Linked DNA regions of Zea mays: region 2 is linked to region 1. A link is a contact called in public Hi-C data. All regions are on one chromosome and are shown on one strand. Each heading gives the region's core, a stretch centred on a gene start, on an enhancer-like site or on the middle of the called end of the contact. The rest is flanking DNA. Distances are from core to core; before and after follow the strand shown.

Region 1 (6,917 bases), core at 2,619-5,118:
AATTCTAGTGTAGTGTTGGTGCATATTCACACTCACATATAGTGCTAGGTGACACTCTAGAACATACTCAAGTTAAAACGAAAACCGATTTGAAAAACAACAGAAAATAGAAGTTAGGGTTTCTGGCCTTGGGGCGCGCCCTCTGCCAGGTGGGGCCAGGATGGCCCGGGGAAGGGTTTCCCCGCGCAGAAACCCGACAGCGCAAGGTTCACAAGTTGAATTATAGTGGCGCACCGGGCAGCGCACCGGACCGTCCGGTGTGCACCAGACAGTGACTGTTCACTGTCCGGTGTGCCATCTGCCCAATGGCTAGCTGTCAGAACTAGCGTTGGAGTCGACCGTTGGCGCACCGGTGGCGCACGGTGCGCCCATGCGCAGAACATTGCTGGTAACGGCTAGTTGGTTGGTGAGGGCTATTTATACCCCTCCACCCACCATATTCAATGTCTTGTTGCCCATATTTATTCCTGCACATTGGTAGAGCATTGCAAGCACCAAAAGCCTAGTGAGGTGATTATAGAATCTTAATCCCGCATTTGGACCTCATTAGCGCTAGCGAGAGCCACCTAGAGCACACACCACTTGCATTAGGCTTCTCTTGTCAAACGAAAGTCTACGGCTTGTTACTCTTGGTGATCGGCATCACCTAGACGGCTTGGTGGCGTTGGGAGCTCAGTGATCACCGTGGAGATCTTGTTGGTGACCCGACTCAAGTTTGTAAGCGGTCGTGAGGGATCCACCGCGCCGGAGTGGCAAAGGATCATCTCGTAGTGAGCACTTGGTTCTTGCGAGGACCAATGGGGAGCGATACCCTTACGCGGGTGCTCCAACGAGGACTAGTGGAGAGTGCCGACTCTTCGATACCTCGAGAAAAATTGGAGGAGTCTTCTAAACCTTGCTTTACATTCCGCACTTAATTCAAGCATTTTATATTGTGTATTTGTTTAGCGAGTATTTGAAGTATTGTCTTAGCCCTATTGTATTTCTAGTATTATTCTCTTAAGTGCTAGTTGTTGGGGTGAAGTTGGGCTCTTGCTTAGGTTTTAATTAGTGTTGATTTTTAGAAAAACCTAATTCACCCCTCTTGGGTATCGTGATCCTTTCACCTGTATCATTTTCTGAATCAAAGAAGAGTTATGAGGCTGTTTCAAACAAGAAAGGGAGGAAAACATGGAGACTAGCAATGAAGACCGTAAAATAAAAAAAGTGGCACCATTAGCGATCGTGGTGACTCTTCAGGGTACATTTTTGCCTCTGGATATTTCTTAATTCATGGCGTAGTAAGATGCTCCATTATTTTTATAAATTTACTTGCGGTTCTAGGGAGGTAAAGACTAAGATTGATGGGGCATCGAAGAAAAGATAAAGGACAAAAGCACTACTATGGACACCGGAAAAGTAAACAACGAAGAAAGGGAGATTAAGCAACATAATTGTACAGTTGATCCTGTCAGTACACAATAGAAGAAAAAGAAAAATAAGAACATAAGTGATTTTAAGGTCTTGTTTGGCAGAGCTCTGCTCCATGATTCTTTAGCTTCGAGAGCTAATTCTCCAATAGAGTGATTCCAAATGATTCTCAAGTAAAAGTGAATCTATTTGACGAAAAACGTTTGGCAAATTGTGCGTGAAGTGATTCGTGAGGTGTTAGAGCGTGGGGAGCAGCGGGAAGCAGGTTTTTAGCTCTCACTCCCACTATGGAGCAACCTAGTTTTTAGCCGTTTAGCTTCTTAGAAGTGATTCTCGCTAGGAACAGAGATGTGGGAGCTCTGCCAAACGCCCCCTAAGGATGATGCCAGTGAGCAATCTGCTAAGAACAACAACATATTAGTATCTTGAGATGTCCCTTTGTAGATGCTTTTCACATATGAATGTTAATCACATGGTTCAGTACCGTTTGACAATGTTCTTCACCAGAATTCACTGATAAAGACAATGAGGAGGCAAGTGCACATGACGCTAGTAAAAAGAACAAGAAAAAGAAGGGCACATGACATAAACAGAAGTGAAAATCAGGCAACAACTGGACTTGGTGAGTCAGATAACAAGGAGCCACTCCAAACACGAACATTTGCCAATGGTATGATAACTCAGGAGGTAGAGATGGGCAAACCTGATGGTAAAAAAGCCACACATGGGAAGAAGGTAAAATTTCTAGCATATGAGGAGCTTCAAAGGGATGATCCCCTCCTAGCTACCCATTTCCGGCCTCATGCAATTCTAGCATTTACATGCTTTCTTCATGACATGCATGCATCTTTTTTTGCATGTCTATGGCCAATTTTACTACTTGAGCCCCTGCTTAATAATGCTATTTTCTTCTTCTTCTTAGGTTTCTGTTAAATATATTGGCAAGCTAAAGGATGACAATATTTTTTACTCCAATGTTAGTGGAAGACATTTTGAGTCTAGACTAGGTAATTACCCTCTAACGTTACTCCAAATTAGTACCAAATGGATGGTTTTAATGATGCGTTGCTTGTAGGTGTTGGGCAGGTCAGTGGCTGGGACGTTGGCCATATGTATTATATATTTGCCTTCATCATGGTATTAAACACAATTACTGATTAGTGTTTGTTAACATATATGTGGGTTGGGGACAAAAGGAGACTCACCATTCCACCTTCCATAGGGTAAAATGCATTGGCATTTTAAACTCACCAGTCCACGATAACAAATCAAAATTTGCAACTTAACCTCTTGGTAATTTGTTTTTCCTTCTATTCATATGGATCTTTAGGTGGTGGATGTGAGTGACACAAAGGAGTGTGTTTACATCTGGAATGCAAAAAAATTGTTTTCTGTCCAAAAGAGTGGGGTAGATACCACAAACTAGACCCTCATCTTTGATGTGGAGCTGGTGAACGTAAAATGAAGGGAGGACCAGATCACAAGATCCACCATGAGAAACTGCAGAAGTTTCAGAAATTTTGTAGCACGTCATTTTCTATAGATATAGGGTCTTGTAAGTGGATCTATCTTTGCCGTTATCATACTTATATGAACTGAGTTTCAAAAAGAACTGTTAACAGTTAACTGTTGCTACTTGAGATAATTCCCATCTTACTGCTGATTTTTCAAGTGCCATTTGGCATTCTTCTGATGCCCTCAAAACATAATTCGAATGGTTGAAATGGTTGGCTGCATGTATAACTTCACGTCCATTGCGGGAGTTTGTCACCGGGGGTGGAAATTCTGTTTTTTTTTAAATATCGGTTCAGTTTTTCGGTTTTAAAAACTTCAGTTTTACGTAGAACTGTTCAATTTGCCAGAAAATGAAAAATCGAGAAGTTCAGTTTCAGTTTTTTACTTTGATTTTTCAGTAAAAATAGAACACCAAACTTGGTTATATGACAATATATACAAGTTTACATGATATATCATAATTTTAAAAAGTAAAAATTATATAGATACAAAAAATTATAAATACATCATAAATTATATAAAAAGTGAACAACAATTTTATTGTATCACATATTTAGTTCATATAATCAAACATTTCAATTTTATAATCGATAGGTATTTCGGTTCGGTATATGATAACACCAATTACTATACCGAACACCGAACTTTATAGATATAAAAACCGAAACCGATTACGATATCGAACATCGAATTTTGTAGATATAAAAACCGAAACCGAACTGAACTATAAAATACTAAAATTTGGTTCTATTCGGCTCGATTTTCGTTTAAAAAGTGGCCACTCCTATTGGTCACATCATTTTGGCCTGTGTTCAGGCGAGAAATATGTTCGACATATATTTTTATATAAAAATAAGGTTACTATAAATTCTTCCTAATGGAACCGAAATTTTGCCTGGCTCTTGAGAGGCTAGCTTTTGGCTTGGGCGGCTAGCTGTTGGACGCCAGCCAGAGCCGCTGGCTGCAAGCGGCGCGCCCGGCGCCCACACGGCCACAGCCACGGTCCATCGCATCCCGAGCGCCGAAATCCAAACGCACAATGACTTCGCCGCCCCCGCCCCCGCCCCCCACCGTGTGCGTTCTCCTCCCCTTCTCTCCCTCGTCCGCCGGCCGCCCTCACCACTCGCGCCACCCCGCGCGCCGCCGCCTGTGCGTCCGCAGCTCAAGGCCCAGCCCACCGGGCATCCCCAACACCAGCACCAGGCCGCCTCCGCTGCCGCCGCGCCGACTGCACGGAGCAGACCGCCGCCTCAGCGCCCTGATCCACCGGGGCGACCTAGACGCGGCGCTCCGCCTCGTGGGCTCCTCGCCGCGCCCGCCCGACGTTCCGCTCGCCAACCGGCTTGTCCGCGACCTCTGCCGGCGGGGCCGCCCCGCCGACGCCGCGCGCGTCGTCGAGGCGTGCGGGCCCGAGGCCACCGCCGCCACCTACGGCGCGCTGGTCGACGGGTACTGCCGCGCGGGCCTGCTCGAGGACGCGCGCCGCGTCGTGGGCGGAATGCCCGCGCACGTGCAGGCCAGCAGCGCGTACGCCCACAACCCACTCATCCACGCGCTCTGCGAGCGCGGGCGGGTCGCGGACGCCCTCGTGGTGCTCGACGGCATGCTCTGCCGCGGGTGCGCGCCCGACGTGGTCACCTACAACATCCTGCTCCAGGCGGCGTGCAAGGGGAGAGGATACCGGCAGGCCCTGGAGCTCATCGATTTCATGCGCGCAGAGGGGTGTGAGCCCAACAACGTGACGTACAATGTCATCATCGATGCTATGTGCAGAGAAGGTGATGTAGACCAGGCACGCGAGCTTCTGAACAGCTTGCCTTCTAGAGGTTGCAAGCCCAACACTGTCAACTACAACACTGTTTTGAAGGGTTTCTGCAGCATCGAGCGATGGGTGGATGCTGATGAGATTCTAGACGAGATGGTTCGTGAGAACTGCCCACCAAACGAAGCAACACTCAATGTGATCATCAATACCTTGTGTCGAAAAGGATTGCTCCAGAAAGTTACTCTGTATCTAGAGAAAATGTCAAAGCATGGATGCACGGCAAATGTTGTTACATACAATGCTGTAATCAGTGGGATGTGTGAGCAAGGAAATGTGGATAGTGCCTTGGAGTTACTCAGCAACATGCAATCCTTTGGTTGTAAACCTGATATTGTCACCTACAACACTGTGCTAAAGGGTTTGTGCAGTGCTGATAGGTGGGAGGATGCCGAGGAGCTAATGATTAAGATGTCCCAGAATGATCGCCTCCCAGATAACTCGACATTCAATACTATTATTAGTTTCTGGTGTCAAAAGGGATTGATTTTGCAGGCCTTTGAAGTCTTTAAGCAAATGCCTGAGAAAGGCTGCAATCCTAATTCAACTACTTACAGTACAATAATAGGTGGACTAACCAAGGCTGGCAAGATGGAACAAGCCCTTGAGTTGTTGAATGAAATGGCCAACAAAGGATTCAACACAGATAAGATGTACCGGGTGTTAACTGAGAGTCTGAATAAAGAGGATAAAATTGAAGAGGTAGTCCAGGTGGTTCATAAACTGCAAGATTCAGGCATATCACCCCAGACAGTACTCTACAATACAGTACTGTTAGGGCTTTGCAGAAATGGGAAAACAGATTATGCTATTGATGTGCTTGCTGATATGGTGTCATGTGGTTGTATGCCTGATGAATCGACCTACATTATACTCATAGAAGGTTTGTTTTATGAGGGCTATTCGAAGGAGGCAAGAGAATTGCTAAGCAGGTTGTGCTCAAGAGATGTACTTTCTAACAGCTTGATCAAGAATGAAGCTTTGTTGTTAGATCAAAATATTCGATCTTCTTGAGTCACGATTAATTCAAGAGCATGTGTGCACTTTTAACATCATTGTATGTAGTGGTGGAGTAGGTTAGCACTTACACATTGCTTCAATTTTGATTGTAAGTCCTCTTTGCTTCTGGCATATTGTAGCGTAGAGCTTAGTTCTCTGTCTTTTTTTATTGTTATTTCTCTAACAATGTTAAATATCATGCCTGTTTGGCTGATTGTAGTTGCAATTTTTTATGCATATTTACAGGATGTGAGCACATTGGATTGTACACATGGTTTGATGTTTACTTTCTGGATTCACGTTTAGCCAAGGCATCCTCATATCCAAAATATAAGTCGTTTCAGGCCTGTACTTTGGATCAGTATTCTCTATTTCTGTCTGGAGGTACTTGCCTCTGAATTTAGGTTAAGATGGAATGTGTAGCCAAGTTTAAGGAACAAGATATTGTAGGATTGCACCTGTAGAAGCGAAAGAACAAGGGATGAGCACTTTGTTGCTCAAGTGCATGCGTTTTATTGCTCCTTTCTATACGCAATTCTCCACTGAACCCATTGACCTAGGTACCGAGTCTGTTATGCATACGTCTTCTCGGACTCTTTATTCATTTGTTGACAACATAAATTCAAACATGAGAAAGGGGGTGAGTATTACAGGAGTTCCTGGATTACTTTGTTTAGAAACAAGTGATCCATTTTTTTAGTTGTTTGATATACAATAAAACACATAAATGGACATTAGCCCTTTGCCTCTGAGATCAGCATAGTAACTATTCCTTTGTTTTAATAGACTAGAAAAGTTGGGTTTGGGTCCAATGTGAGATCAATTCCTAGTTATGATTTACTTACTTTAGAGTAGCAGAAGTGGGATTTAAAGAACCACCACACAACTGGAGCTCAAGTTACTTCTGACGGATGGCTGATTGGCTGACCCCATGTTTGTGCCATTTCAAGAAAAATCAGCCTTGTGATATTTATTGTTTTTATTATGATAATAAAGATGCAGGCTCATGCTCTGTTATATTAACCATATGCTCAGTTAGATTAATCCATTGAATTCGATCAAATTCCCCTTCTATGCCAATTATATTAACCTCTGCCTCCTAGGTGAAAATATAGCAGTGCTAAACACTATTTTCTAGGACACCACTTCTGTACATTACATGCGTGTGGCC
Region 2 (5,951 bases), core at 436-2,935, 280 kb before region 1:
CTATCTGTATGGTTGTTTCTGGCCTCCGTAAGGAGTGCATTGTATTTCAGGTCTTCTTAGACCTTTTCTTCCCTGCTAATATATTTATGGGGCGCAGTTCTCCTGTGCTTTTCGAGAAAAAAATAGCCTATACATTGTATTTCCATTTCTTATATGTTGAATAATATCTGTAAGGACTGAATAAAGCAGTTATCGCCAGCGCACCCCTGCCCGTAGACGCAACCTCTAGGGTTGAAGCACCCCTATGGTGGACCACCTTCACACGCAGGTGGAGGCCCACGGCCTATAGTAGAAATAGATAAACACAATCTAACATTATCATTCAAGCAAAAGTGAGCATGAGTTGAGTAATTAGGAAGCAAATGACACATTTGAGCATAGCTTACTGAACCTGAGAGAAGGATGCGAATAAAATTCAAGTTGTCGAACAATTATAAGAAAAACCACTCCATCGTCAACAAAACGTCTAATATAAGAATAGGAAACACATCACAACTTTAAAGGCTAAAAACTTCCGTGGCAGTTGAAAATAGATAGCAGTAATTGGGTCACCAGGAGTTTGCGACAGGCGAAAACTTTTAAAGAAATGTTCGAAGGGCAAACGAATTCCCCACATGAATACTTGCTGAAAACAATCTCTTCAGTTGGTTGAATATAACATTCATCACACATTTTTACGAAGCAAACTTTGACTGCTTATGATTTTATTAAAACAAAAGCACTTCAGTCAGAATTTTAAGGAACATATACCAGACAAGCACTCATGTAGTTCTAATGTCCTAAACATGATCAAGCATATATCTAACATATGCAGATACTCAAGCCGAAGCAAACTGTTTGATTTCATTCAGCTACAGTGTAGTCAGAAAGAAAGTAAAATAGGCTGCATATTAACAAGTACACTTGGAAAGTAGGAATTCAAGAGCAACAAGTCCAGATGGAGACAAACCATAGGAGGGTGCGTGAATAGGATGGCATCCTTCTCCTTGGTGTAGCTAAGGATCAGCAGCACCACATTCAGCACCACATACGTATCGAGTCATCTAAGTCAAGGATCAACAGCAACAAGCAACAATTCCACACGATTCTCAACAGAAATCAGATCTAGCGCCGATTCATCATAACCAAAAGATAGGGCAAACCAATGAAGAAAAGGATATAGGGCGATGCAGCCAAGGAGGAAATCGCGGTTCTGCGGGAACTTCTTGGGGTAAAACTGAGCGAGGAGGGCGACAGCAATCACGGCGGCTCCGATCCCCAGCTTCCAGTTGCCCAGCCGCGTGTCCTCGGTGTAGCCCTTACTCTTCACGACCTGATGGCATCACGAAACCACATCGTTGGATGATAAATCTAGAGGAACCAAGTGGTAGGAGCGATCGAGGAGGGGGGAGGAGAGGGAGGAGGTGCTAGGGTTTAGGGTGAAGCATAGTACCTCGGAGATGGTCTCGTCGAGAAGGTGCTTGATGGAGTGCGGGTCGAGGAGATTGGCCTTCTTTGGGGTAACCTTCGCTGGCGTAGCCGCCGCGCCGTCGCTCGCCATGTGCGCCGCCGCTACGAGATCGTCGACGAGGAGGGACGTGGTGGTACTGGTAGACGGAGCGAGGGAGTGAGAGATGAGAGAAGAGGGCCCTGTGAGTATTGCGGGATCTGTCAATGACGGATGGGGTGGATGTGCTGGGACCGGCAAGTCAGTCACACAAAGGGCTGCTTCTTGGTACACGGGCAGGGTCGGCCACGCGGGCAGTGGGTGGACCAATGGGAGAAAAGCAGCGCGTCACTGGAGTACCACGTCAGCACTGAGCACCCAAAAAGATTTCAAACCATGTTTGATATGCCGATTTTTTTTGCAATTTCATCCTTTTAAAAAAAATCATGTTGGGCCCCTAGACGAATTAATGTTGTTTTGCAAACTTTTACTCGGCGTCATGTCCTATTGCACCGAGGTGACACGTCTTGGCTCCATAGAACATGTCGCCCGAACAAAATGACGCGTTAGCGTGAACGCCATGTTCGTGGATGACGTGACCTAGATCGGTGCCATAGGTCTTGGTGTTGAGCTAGGTAGTACACAGCTGTGTGCACCTTTCCTCTTTCCCACGTTATTTCATTTCTCTCGTGTGCATTCTCTCTCCTGTGCCCATGCTGCGCTATCGTCGTCATGTTCCTCGGTCTAGCTCACCGCAGTCACGCCCTTCCTCATGCCCTAGCTCGTCGCTCCGCAATCCCGATTCTGAAAGGGAAATGTGCCTTTGGGCCATTTCTATAAGTGTTTTGGTGGTTAGATGTCCAACACATATTGTCGGAGAAAAAATCCTCCGGCCGGGTGGCGGAATGCACCCGCCCTAATCCTAAGATGAGGAGGGGGCCTAAGCGTTTGCCTGTTAGGTGAGTTGTCGATGAACATAAGAACACTCGAGGGTTTATAGTGGTTCAGGCTGCAGGAGCGTAATACCCTACCTCCACTGTATGTAAGTTGTATCGAGCGTGTGTCCCTTGTAACGCTGTGTCCCTTCCCTTTTATAGTTTAAGGGAGGTACATACAAGGATGCTGAGCCCCGACATGCGGGCCCAGGAGCATAATGGTAGGAATACATTATGTGAATAGTAAATGCTGACAGCACACAAAGATCCTCCGCCTTAGTAACGCATGAGTAATCAGCAGGAGTCATGATGACCGCAGTCCATGCAGCATTGATAGTCAGTAACCCTTTTCTTGGAAACGTGCGAGTAATGGTGAGTAACAACACGGCCCACGCAATGTGGACCGGGCGTGCCGCCTGTCACTGGAATGGACAGGCGCACGTCTTATCCGTAATAAATGCAAAGACGCGCGTAGCCCAGAGGCTTTATGCCAGGTTTCGCCTGTTGGCTTACACCGCGCGCAGTAAGCCATGTGGCAGCATCGGGCCTCCACCTGAGCGGGGAGCAGGAGTACATGCGATTAGGTCCGGATCCCACCAGACCAGGTCTGGACACGTGTCGGCACCGGACCCCCGCCTGGGCCCTGGTTAAGGCCCGGGTATGTTCTGTCCTAGAACCAGGGACCCCACCGTGGGCGGCCCGGACCCCATACAGGGAGGTCCGGATCCATTCCAGGGGTCCGGTTCGCACACGTGGAGGTCTTGGACCAAACTTGGAGGCCCGGACCATATATACAGGGGTCTGGCACCTTCACATGGGGGTCAAGACACGTGGCGGCACCGGACCCACCCATGTGGTGGGGTCAGGTGCTGTTGCTGGCCCAGAGTAGTCACCCGAGGCTGGGGCGAGTCATGGCCTGGTCCCACATACAGCTCTTTTACCACGCGACTAAAAATAGCCGCGTGGATACTGCATCTTTGTACAGTAGTAAGGGGTACCTAGTTTCAGGGTACCGATAGTGGCCCCCGAGCCCACCTCAGGGGAGGATGCGAGCCTGCAGGTGGGACCAAAGCTTATACCTTGCCTCAACATGGCCTGATTGGTGATTGGCACATTGTTTTAGCATGTCTGCTGATGCGCCCACTATCAATCCGCCTTAGGTCACGTCAACTGCCATATCTGTCCCCGCGGCTGACTGACCCATGGCCCCCACGCCTGGTGGTTTCGTTGGGCCACTGAAAGGGAAATAGGGTCAAACCTTTTCCTAAATGATTTTCGTGGTTGAATTGCCCAACACAAATAATTAGACTAACTAGTTTGCTCTAGATTATATGTTCCATAGGTGCCAAAGGTTCACAACAAACCAATACAAAGTTAAAAGAAAGGGTTTAAAACAAAGGAGCAAAGAAAACCGAAGGCTGCCCTAGTCTGGCGCACCGGACTGTCCGGTGTGCCACCGGACAGTGTCCGGTGCACCAGGGAGATCAACTCTGAACTTGCCACTTTCGGGTTTTTGGAAATTGCTCCCCACTATAATTCACCGGACTGTCCGGTGTGCCAGCGGGAGTAACGGCTAGCGCACCAACGGTCGACTGCAAAAGTGAACAGTCAACAATGCGGACTGCGCGCGTAGAGTTAGAGCAGGCGCCAGAAGGCGCACCGGACAGTGAACAGGACCTGTCCGGTGCACCACCGGACTGTCCGGTGGCCCAGCTGTCAGAAGCTCCAACGGTCAAACCCTAATGGTTGGGTGACATGGCTGGCACATCGGACAGTGTCCGGTGGCGCACCGGACTGTCCGGTGCACCCATCGACAGCAGAGTTCCCCAACGAGCATTTTGGTGGGTGGGGCTATAAATACCCCCCAACCACCACACTTCAAGGCATCAAAGTTTTCAGCTATTGCATTCAATACAAGAGCTCTAGACTTCACTCCAAGATATAAACAAGAGATCAAATCATCTCCCAAGTCTAAAGTTCACTCCAATCAAATAATGACTAGTGAGAGAGAGATATTTGTGTTCATTTGAGTTCTTGTGCTTGGATCGCTTTTCTTCTTCCTTCTTTCTTGTTCCCAAGTCATTTGTAATCAAGGCAAGAGACACCAATTCTGTGGTGGTCCTTGTGGGGACTAAGTGTCCCAATTGATTGAGAAGAGAAGCTCACTCGGTCTAGGTGACCGTTTGAGAGAGGGAAAGGGTTGAAAGAGACCCGGTCTTTGTGACCACCTCAACGGGGAGTAGGTTTGCAAGAACCAAACCTCGGTAAAACAAATCACCGTGTCACACTCTTCATTTGCTTGTGATTTGTTTTCGCCCTCTCTTTCGGACTTGATTTTATTTCTAACGCTAACCCCGACTTGTAGTGTGTGCTTAAGTTTATAATTTTCAGATTCCGCCTATTCACCCCCCTCTAGGCGACTTTCAATTGGTATCAGAGCCTGGTACTTCATTAGAGCCTAACCGCTCGAAGTGATGTCGGGAGATCACACCAAGAAGGAGGTGGCGACCGGCGAGAAGCCCGCCACAAGCCACGGGAAGACTCCATCGGGAGAGTCCGGCAAAAAGGGGAAGGGATCCCCTTCACACACCAAGTCACATCGGAGCAGCGACAAGAAAAAGAAGATGAAGAAGGTGGTCTACTACGAGATCGACTCTTCGTCGCCATCTACATCCGGCTCCGACGCGCCGTCCATTACTTCTAAGCGCCATGAGCGCAAGAAGTTTAGTAAGATCCCCCTACGTTATCCTCGCATTTCAAAACGTACTCCTTTACTTTTCGTCCTACTAGACAAACCACCCGGTTTTGAGGGTGAAGATTATAACATGTGGAGTGATAAAATGAGGCATCACCTAACCTCACTCCACGCTAGTATTTGGGTCGTTGTTGAGTTTGGAGTGCAGGTACCATCGCCGGGGGATGAAGATTATGATTTGGATGAGGTTGCCCAAATCCGGCACTTCAACTCTCAAGCCACACCTATACTCCTCGCCTCTCTAAGTCGAGAGGAGTATAATAAGGTGCAAGGGTTGAAAAGCACCAAGGAGATTGGGACGTGCTCAAGACCGCGCACGAGGGAGATGAAGTGACTAAGATCACCAAGAGGGAGACAATCAAGGGGGAGCTCAGTCGCTTTATGCTCAACCAAGGAGAGGAGCCACAAGCCATGTACAACCGGCTCAATACCTTGGTAAATCAACTGCGCAACCTCGGGAGCACAAAATGGGATGACCATGAAATGGTCAAGGTTATTCTAAGATCACTCGTTTTTCTTAATCCTACACAAGTTCAATTAATTTGTGGTGATCCTAGATACAAGCTAATGTCTCCCAAGGAGGTTATAGGAAAATTTGTGAGCTTTGAATTGATGATCAAAGTCTCCAAGAAAATCATTGAGCAAGGCACCTCCTCCGTACACGAGGCACAACCCGTCACATTCAAGGCAACGGAGGAGAAGAAAGAAGAGTCTACATCAAGTAGGCTTCCCATTGACACCTCCAAGCTCGACAACGAGGAAATGACGCTCATCATCAAGAGTTTTCGCCAAATCCTCAAGCAAAGGAAGGAGAAAGATTACAAGCCCCGTTCCA

What was found. Hi-C and Micro-C count contacts between places; a contact is called where the count stands out from the background.
Region 2: a contact with region 1 is called in a Hi-C map of tassel, with 5 times the contacts expected there. The contact joins the promoter of LOC100282505 here to the promoter of LOC100272731 in region 1. A contact is called at or near these places in 7 of 25 Hi-C or Micro-C datasets (bundle sheath, ear, endosperm and 2 more).

The regions. Positions count from the first base shown.
Region 1 is chr2:47,049,983-47,056,899 of Zm-B73-REFERENCE-NAM-5.0, reverse strand. It overlaps LOC100272731 (Pentatricopeptide repeat-containing protein), which reads left to right and starts at 3,868. Exons shown (of 1, transcript NM_001147184.1): 1 at 3,868-5,775. The coding sequence starts at 3,965. The coding sequence ends at 5,761. It also overlaps the pseudogene LOC109944170.
Region 2 is chr2:47,330,336-47,336,286 of Zm-B73-REFERENCE-NAM-5.0, reverse strand. LOC100282505 reads right to left here and starts at 1,685. Exons shown (of 5, transcript NM_001155414.3): 1 at 1,433-1,685; 2 at 1,161-1,312; 3 at 950-1,031. The coding sequence starts at 1,540.